Regions from separate parts of the Oryza sativa genome. Here region 1 is linked to region 2. The links are chromatin contacts, called in public HiCAR-type maps. All regions are on one chromosome and are shown on one strand. The core of a region is the stretch at or near the end of the contact, and the rest is flanking DNA. Distances in the headings are between cores, read along the strand shown.

The links. HiCAR-type assays count read pairs that join an accessible place to other places.
Region 1: a contact with region 2 is called in a HiCAR-type map of leaf, with 2.4 times the contacts expected there. The contact joins the promoter of LOC4345435 here to the promoter of LOC4345425 in region 2. A contact is called at or near these places in 1 of 15 Hi-C or Micro-C datasets (leaf mesophyll) and 2 of 4 datasets of contacts at active chromatin or transcription factors (both in leaf).

What each region holds. Positions count from the first base shown.
Region 1 is chr8:17,954,077-17,958,381 of ASM3414082v1, forward strand. It overlaps LOC4345435 (thioredoxin-like protein CITRX, chloroplastic), which reads right to left and starts at 2,034. Exons shown (of 4, transcript NM_001422547.1): 1 at 1,700-2,034; 2 at 1,448-1,570; 3 at 399-479; 4 at 1-284. The coding sequence starts at 1,948. The coding sequence ends at 168. LOC4345436 (pre-mRNA-processing factor 39-2) reads right to left here. Exons shown (of 14, transcript XR_001548302.3): 14 at 3,881-4,273.
Region 2 is chr8:17,797,332-17,801,154 of ASM3414082v1, forward strand. LOC4345425 (patatin-like protein 2) reads left to right here and starts at 1,715. Exons shown (of 4, transcript XM_015793485.3): 1 at 1,715-2,242; 2 at 2,682-2,859; 3 at 2,992-3,153. The coding sequence starts at 1,731.

The DNA.
Region 1 (4,305 bases), core at 784-3,283, 160 kb after region 2:
AAGCACGAACCCCACATATAACATACTACATTCCACACGCAGACTCTGCGTACCAGAAGATTCAGAACCTTCCCACTAAAGATCAGAAAGCTCAAATCTATCACATCTACTAGTGGCTAAAATACTTCAAACATCAAAATCTCAACTATGTCCCTATATCCTAGCGATCACAATTCATTATCAATGATATTTCTGATCATATCAATAGGAATCAGTCCCTCAGTCCTTAGGGCGTCTTTGCTTTGATCTGGACTGAAGAAATACAGTGTTGGAAGTCCTCTTACCTGTATTTTTCACCCATGGTGAGTGTTCAGAAAACATTGTAAAAATAAGTTATAAACCAAAACAAAACTATGATTACTATTTTCTTTGCTCAGTGTGTGCAATGATGTGTATACCTGCATATCTCTTGCAAGTTCATATTCATCATCAGTATCCACCTTCACAAACAGGGCATTGTTTTCATATTCAACTGCAAGCTGACACATTATATGGCAGAAATGTTGAAATCAGTTGATAGTACAAGAGGATGCAAAAAATGAGTTTGCATTATAAGTATATATGGCACTTGGTGAAGTTACTTGAAACCTATAAGTATTACTTCCTCCGTTTCACAATATAAGTCATTCTAGCATTTCCCACATTCATATTGATGTTAATGAATCTAGATAGATATATATGTCTAGATTCATTAACATCAATATGAATGTGGAAAATGCTAGAATGACTTACATTGTGAAATGGAGGGAGTATAAAAGAATATTAGGGAAGATCTAGATACAAATGTGATGGAAACACTATTGTTGAATATATTAAATCAAAGTTTCTTCAATAAATTCAGATTGTCAAGAACACTGGGGTGGAGCTTGCAGGAAAGGCAATATTGTCTCTGACAAATTCAGAGCATACAAAGAATACCACCAGCGTAACAGCCACAAATTTCAGGGAAGATTTTGGAATGGACATAGGCATCTTGCACTGGCTATATCATTCCCTTTCGTTATTAGGCACAGACATACACGTTGGGTCTGCCATTTCTTTACTAATCTAAGTAGAGAATGGTTAAAATTGTTGTAGTCTCATTTTGGATTAGAATCTTGATAAGTAAGTGCTTAATTAACAAGACTAGAGTATTCATGGCACATGACACCTACTAACACCCCAGTTCAGTTTGGTGCTAGCTAGACATTCAGAGACCCTAAATCATACAAATGTTTTCAAAATCATGTGAAGCTTTAAACACTCCCTAAATCAGTTTAATGTATGTTTTCAAACATATGTGAAGATTGTTTTTTTCTTTTTCTTATGGGTGTTTCCTCTTTCATTGCTAGTAATAACTCTACGTGGGAAGGGTGCGCAAACTTGTAATTGGTCAGAGAGTGTTGCCCAACGTTAGAGAGAAGCAAACACTAAACGGGGAATGTAAGATTTGCAGGGCACATATTACCATCTCGATGTCCTGGGCCATGAGGACGCAGGGTCCGCACCACGTCGCGTAGAAATCCACGATGAGGGGCACCTTCCTCTCCCCCCTCACCAGCTCCTCCAGTTCCTTGGCCGTCACCTTCTTCTGCAACCATGAAAGGAGGAAGGAAAGATATATCCCGTTTCAGATACCCAAGTAGGACTCGATCGAGCAGACTCCTCGAACGTAGCCAGGCTCACTGCCAAATGCGAGTCGAGCCTTGCAGGATCGTACCACGAGGTAGTCCGGGGCGATGTACTTGCCGGAGCCTGGGACGTAGGTCTCGGCTGCGGCATTCCGTCGAACGCCTTGCGCGCGACACCCACCGAGGATGACGCCGAGGCCGACGCCGCGGCAGCGGGAGCCGCCATCGCAGGAGAGGGAGGCCGTCGGGGTGGAGTTGCGGGGCGGGCGGAAGGCGCGTCCGGGGAGGGTTGGGGCGGCGCTCGCCGGCAGGAGGGAGGCGGCCGCGGCCATGGCCATGGCTGGGGGGAGCGAGTGTGGGAGAGATAATCCTATCCTGTCTCTGCCTCGCGAGCTGTCGCTACTCTACTCGAGTAAAAAAGGCGAGTTGCCTGTGAGTGATGATGTGAGGGGTAAAAGCCTTAAACATTTGGTTTTCGCTAAATATCTGTCTTGAATAAATCCTGAACTTTACCTAAAAAAACTACAATCACTTCTCCATCCATCTACTTTCATCCATCTATTTTTGATAGTTATATTTCTAAATCTAAAAATTTTATTTTTGATAAGCATATTTCAATCCAACAACTTATCCTCTTAATGACTTTTTTCGGATTTAATGCGTGACTCTTATTTTTCCATACAAGATTGGATACATGAGTATCGAGAAATATAAATATTAATAAATCGCTTGTTTACGAGGAATGACTAGTAACATGTTTAAATGAATGAGAAGTAGAATTACTTATCCTTGGTCTGTGTACCAAGATAAAATATGATTATCAAAAGTATATGAAAAGAGTACAAAATTCTTTCAAAGTGAACAAACATTTAGACAACATCATAAATACTGAATAAAAACCAATACATAGAAAGAAAGCAATTATTGAATCTTCATCCATATATGGCAAAAATCTACGTGACGGTAAGTTCTAAGTTTTAACATGTAGAATATATGAGCTCCTTGTTTTCTTCGCATTTTTTAAGCTATGTCCAGAACCATAAGAGCACCCGCAATGGTAAAGTAAGATACTATCTATAAAACATTGTCCATATTAGCAATAGACTAGATTAATAGTAAACCACTTCAATGATGTCTACATGGGTATCTATAGCTCTCTAATCCATTGCCTCGTCTTTCTCTATAGACTATCTCCAGGTTAGTAGATAGCTTTACTCTCTCTCTCTTCATTTAATCTCTTCCAAGTAGAAAAATATGCTGATATGGATCTCGTGTAAAGAGTCTATAGATAACCATTGCGGATGCCCTAATACAGTACCCACACATTCACACGAATCTTAAGGCCATCATAGAGCAATAATATAGGACCCGCAATGCTACAACATACATGTCTTTTCGTAATCTTAAGCTAAACCCATGAATAAAAAAGACTATTCACCCAAGAATCAAAGGGTAAATTTATGTTGGAAATGCATAAAATATTTTTCATGGTTGTCCACCATAACAATATTCCCTCCTTATCATAGTAAAAAAAAAAAAAAGGGATCGGTGGTCGACCCACTCTGACCGTTCGATTCACCGATCAAACCGTCGGGTCACCGGTCGAACCACCGGTTTTTAATTTATTAATATTATATTTGTTTTGCATTATTTTTAATATAGAACCATCACAAATTGATGAAATATGCATAAATAAACCAGTATATCTATTATTATATGACCACAACATAAAAAAAATAAATGTAGTGTAACTTAACAAACCCATAATGTCATACTGCCATATGACAAATTAAAAACAACTCGATTCTAAAAAAACCACCGCCGAGGTTCACCAGTTCAAATAAAACCTACCGGTTCACCGATTTTTTACCCGTTCGATTGCAGGGATAGTCTTTGAGCTGAACTGAGCTGCCAAGGTCACTGGCTCCAGTTTTTTCCGGTTCAACCACCGGCCAGGTCCCCTTTTTTTACTATGCTCCTTGCTATTCTCCCAGTATATGAAGGTGGAATAAATAATGAGGTTGTCTACGACCCATCGTTCCTTATCGAACGCCAAATCTTCTATTCTACTCCCTCTGTCCCTAAATATAAGAGATTTTGATAGGATGTGACACATCCTAGTATAACGAATCTGAACAAATTTCTATCCTAGTACAACGAATCTGAGCAAAAGTCTATTCAGATTCATTGTACTAGGATGTGTCACATTCCACCAAAATCCCTTATATTTAGGGACGGAGGGAATACTTAATTAATTTGTGCTGAAAACAAAGCACCAAGAATAGGTCTGTTCAGATCTTCAAATTGAAATTCAGTTTACAATTATTATGTTCTTAAGCGAAAGTAAAATAGCCATGAGAACCAAGCAAATAACACTGGGACCAAACACCTATCCTGAAAAACGGATGCCATGTCTGTATCGTTCATAAATCAGGCTTTCATTGAGAACACACAACTTGGGATTCACTTTCCAAACACATTGTTAACTCAGATTTGTGCTACCAATGCCGACGTGAATTTCTCCGTCGGCAAATACACAGCTCCCAGCTACTGCTCCCCTGCTGCATGCCATATGTTTACTGCAATGATCAGCTCCCAGCTACTGCTCCCCTGCTGCATGCCATATGTTTACTGCAATGATCATCTCCTTTTATCTTTGTCACCTGATAACCATTTACAACACTGACTTAACTGA
Region 2 (3,823 bases), core at 465-2,964:
ATATATATATATATATATATATATATATATATATATATATATATATATATATATATATATATGTGTGTGTGTGTGTGTGTATTTATATGCACGTAACAAATGGGCCACCGTTGGGTATTAATTTCTCATATGGGATGTGAGCATGTTTACTGTAGAGGAATAAGTCTATTTTTCCGTCTTCATGTCTTGTTCCACGGAGGCAGCTGTTGGAGGGCATGCGGGGGCGGTGTTGGAGGAGGAGGAGCGCGGATCGGGTCCGGCGGGGCTGTGGCTCAGGCGGCGTGGAGCGGCGATGTTGGCGTGGATGGGGCCGGCGGCAGTTGAAGAGGACAGCGACGAGAAGGAGGAGGCTATTTAGACTTGTAGATCGATCCTTAAGAGACCCGCATACATAAAAATGATTTTTCATATAATGATTTTTCATATACGGGCATTTTAAGAGGTCCACATGAAAAAAAAAGAGTTTATTTTTTCATGCGGCCCCTTAGGGGTTCGCCTACGAAATCAATTTTTACATGCGGGCTTCTTAATGACCCTTATACGAAAAATGCTCGCTCGATTTTTGCAGACATGGCCAGGTCCGTTTGTAACCTACCGAGAGTCACGTACACAAAAATCACTTTTTTTATGATAGGTTTATATATTTTACTCTCTTATTTCACAAAAGTTACACCTATTACTTTTGTTACCAAGATCAAAAAGAAATTAACTTATTTTACATGTAACAAAGATAAAGGAGTATATATATACATGAAAACTATGAGTATTAAGATAACTTCTTGGATTCTAACCCAACATTTTACCTTTTCATTTAAATCTGAGATAAATAGAGACTATAAATAGAAATAACATATTTGAAAAATCTAAATATGTAATAGGTCTCCTTCCTCCGTTCAAAAATATATGCATTTTTAGCATAGTGACAAATCAAACGTTTTTGACTTTGACTTTTAATAGTAAAAAAATCAATTATGTAAAATTGATGTCATTAGATTTATCATTCAACAAGCTATCATAATATGCAACTCTTTTTATTAAAAATAAAATCTTATTTTTGTAAATGTTATTAGTTAAATTAGCATATATAAAATCGTGTAAGAATTAAAAATACTTATATTTTAGAATAGAGGGAGTAACTGCTAGGGAATATGAACGAGGGAGTACTTTACATGCGTGGCTGCGTAGCGTGTGCATCATGACGACCACGAGCTTTAGCTGCAACCAAATTAATTTCGTAAGCATATTAGTATATACTCCCTCCGTTTTTTAATAGATGATGCCGTTGACTTTTTCTCATATGTTTGACCATTCGTCTTATTCAAAAATTTTATTCAAATATATAAGACATAAATCACACTTAAAGTATTATGAGTAATAAAACAACTTATAACAAAATAAATTATAATTATGTAAATTTTTTGAATAAGACAAATGGAAAAAGTCAACGGCGTCATCTATTAAAAACGGGACTAGTATTATACACATATCCAGCTTATCCGCGTAGAAAAGTACGGCTCACGGAGTCACGGGCCATTATCCGTACGGCACATTATATTTCTTTACAGTTTCAAGCAGAGCATGCATGCAATGCAAAAGCACGAGCCAGCGAGATTCCGGGAAAGCTCCCCTCCCCCCGATCCGCTTTGCCGTCCAATCGCACGTGCTGATCTCCGGCGCCACCACCTACCGCCATTCGCCGCCGTATATATAACACCGCCGGCGAGGGACGCATGCTCCCACACTATAATTACAACCGCGACCAACCTCCCCCTTCAACTCAGTCGATCTCTAGCTCGCTCAAGCAGCCAGCCATGGCGCCAGTGCAAGTCCCAGCTGAGCTCATCGGCAGCAGCAACGGCGGAGGAAGCGCGGGGGGGTCACTGACCGTGGACCCGGCGCTCGGCCGGCGGCAGGCGACTGCGGCGGCGGCAGCGCTGCCGACGCCGAGGTCGCCGCCGCCGGCGTTCGGGAGCATCGTGGCGGTGCTGAGCATCGACGGCGGCGGCGTGCGCGGGATCATCCCGGGGACCATCCTGGCGTTCCTGGAGGAGAAGCTGCAGGAGCTGGACGGGCCGGCGGCGAGGGTGGCGGACTACTTCGACGTCATCGCCGGGACGAGCACGGGCGGGCTGGTGACGGCCATGCTCGCGGCGCCCGGCGCCGACGGCCGGCCGCTCTTCGCCGCCAAGGACATCGTCGACTTCTACCTCCGGCATAGCCCCAAGATATTCCCTCCTGTCATGTACGTATACATGTATACGGTGTTTGTATTTACTTTTTTCTCGACCAAATTTTACATCCAACATTCTGTACTTTTATTTCTCGCCGTGAAAAAAAGGGTACGTTAACTTAATTATGAAAATTAATGTAGTTAATTAGGTGAATCAGTCAGCGAGTTAACTTTAGTACAAGTTTTACTTAGAGCATAGATGAAACAGCAGATAATTAGATAAGCGTAAAGTGGTTTAAATTAGTTTTAAAAAGAAAGAAAATTGAATTTCACAACTTTATACTATAGTTGCCGCATTTCAATTCAGGCTATTTATTCTGCAAGTTTAGTCGACTGGCAGTTAATTAATTAAGATCATGTGAAAATACGTACAAATTTCAGTCACTTCTACACGGTTCTGATCATGCCAATTCATCCAGGCAAACCTTAATGTTCCCATGTATAAATGCAGCAAAGGACCCCTGGGTTTGCTGAAGAGCATGATGGGTCCCAAGTACGACGGGCGATACCTCCGGTCCATTGTGCAGGAGCTGCTCGGTGACACCAGGATTAGCCAGGCCATCACCAACGTCGTCATCCCCACATTTGACATCAAGCTCCTCCAGCCCACCATCTTCTCTAGATTTGATGTAAACTTATTACAATCCTTTTTGTAAGCTGTATAGTATATATATACTATAGTGATGAAAAAGGACATCACTATATATTGTAAACAGAAGTAAAATTTACATGTGCATTTTATTATATCCATGTATGTCCAGGCACAGAAGGATGCATCCAAGAATGCTCTCTTGTCCGACGTGTGCATCAGCACGTCAGCGGCGCCGACCTACCTCCCCGGTCACCGTTTCGAGACCAAGGACAAGGCCGGTCAGCCCCGGGTCTTCAATCTCATCGATGGAGGTGTTGCTGCCAACAATCCGGTAAGCAATTAATTAATCCGTCCGTCAAAACCATTTTTCGGATTCGGATAGGTTTGATCGGAACTATTCGGAAATTCTCAGATTCGGAAACGAATTCGGTTTATTTTTCTCAGAAACGAAAACGAATACAGTATGGGTATAATATCCGTCGGAATCGGAAAACGGTTGGAAACTATCCGGGAATTTCGTTCGGATATCCACAGACATGGATCAAATTTTAGAAAAAACATGTATATATACATAACTTTTTCATACGGAGTCAGATGAAGACAAACTTTTATATCAAAATTATAGTGCTCGATGAGATCTACAACTTTCTTGTTGACTATTTTTTTATTTGAGATTATTTTAGGGTCTAATGTTCATTATAACATACTACCATATCTATTTTTACAAAATCTCAGATATACAATTCAAACCACATATGATGAATTTGTTTCGGGAGTGGATTTTGATCCCTCGAGGGGATGTGCCCACGTTGTTTGCATGTTATTCAAATGATTATGAAAAAAAAGTTGAGAAGATGTATTAACATGTGATATATCACTCTACAAACATGCAAGTTGAAATTCAACTTCTACATCTCACAACCGAGAAAAATAAATTAAACTACAACTAGTTAACGAATATTCACAGTCAATTTTTTTCGTTGCAAGATGTAGAAATTGAT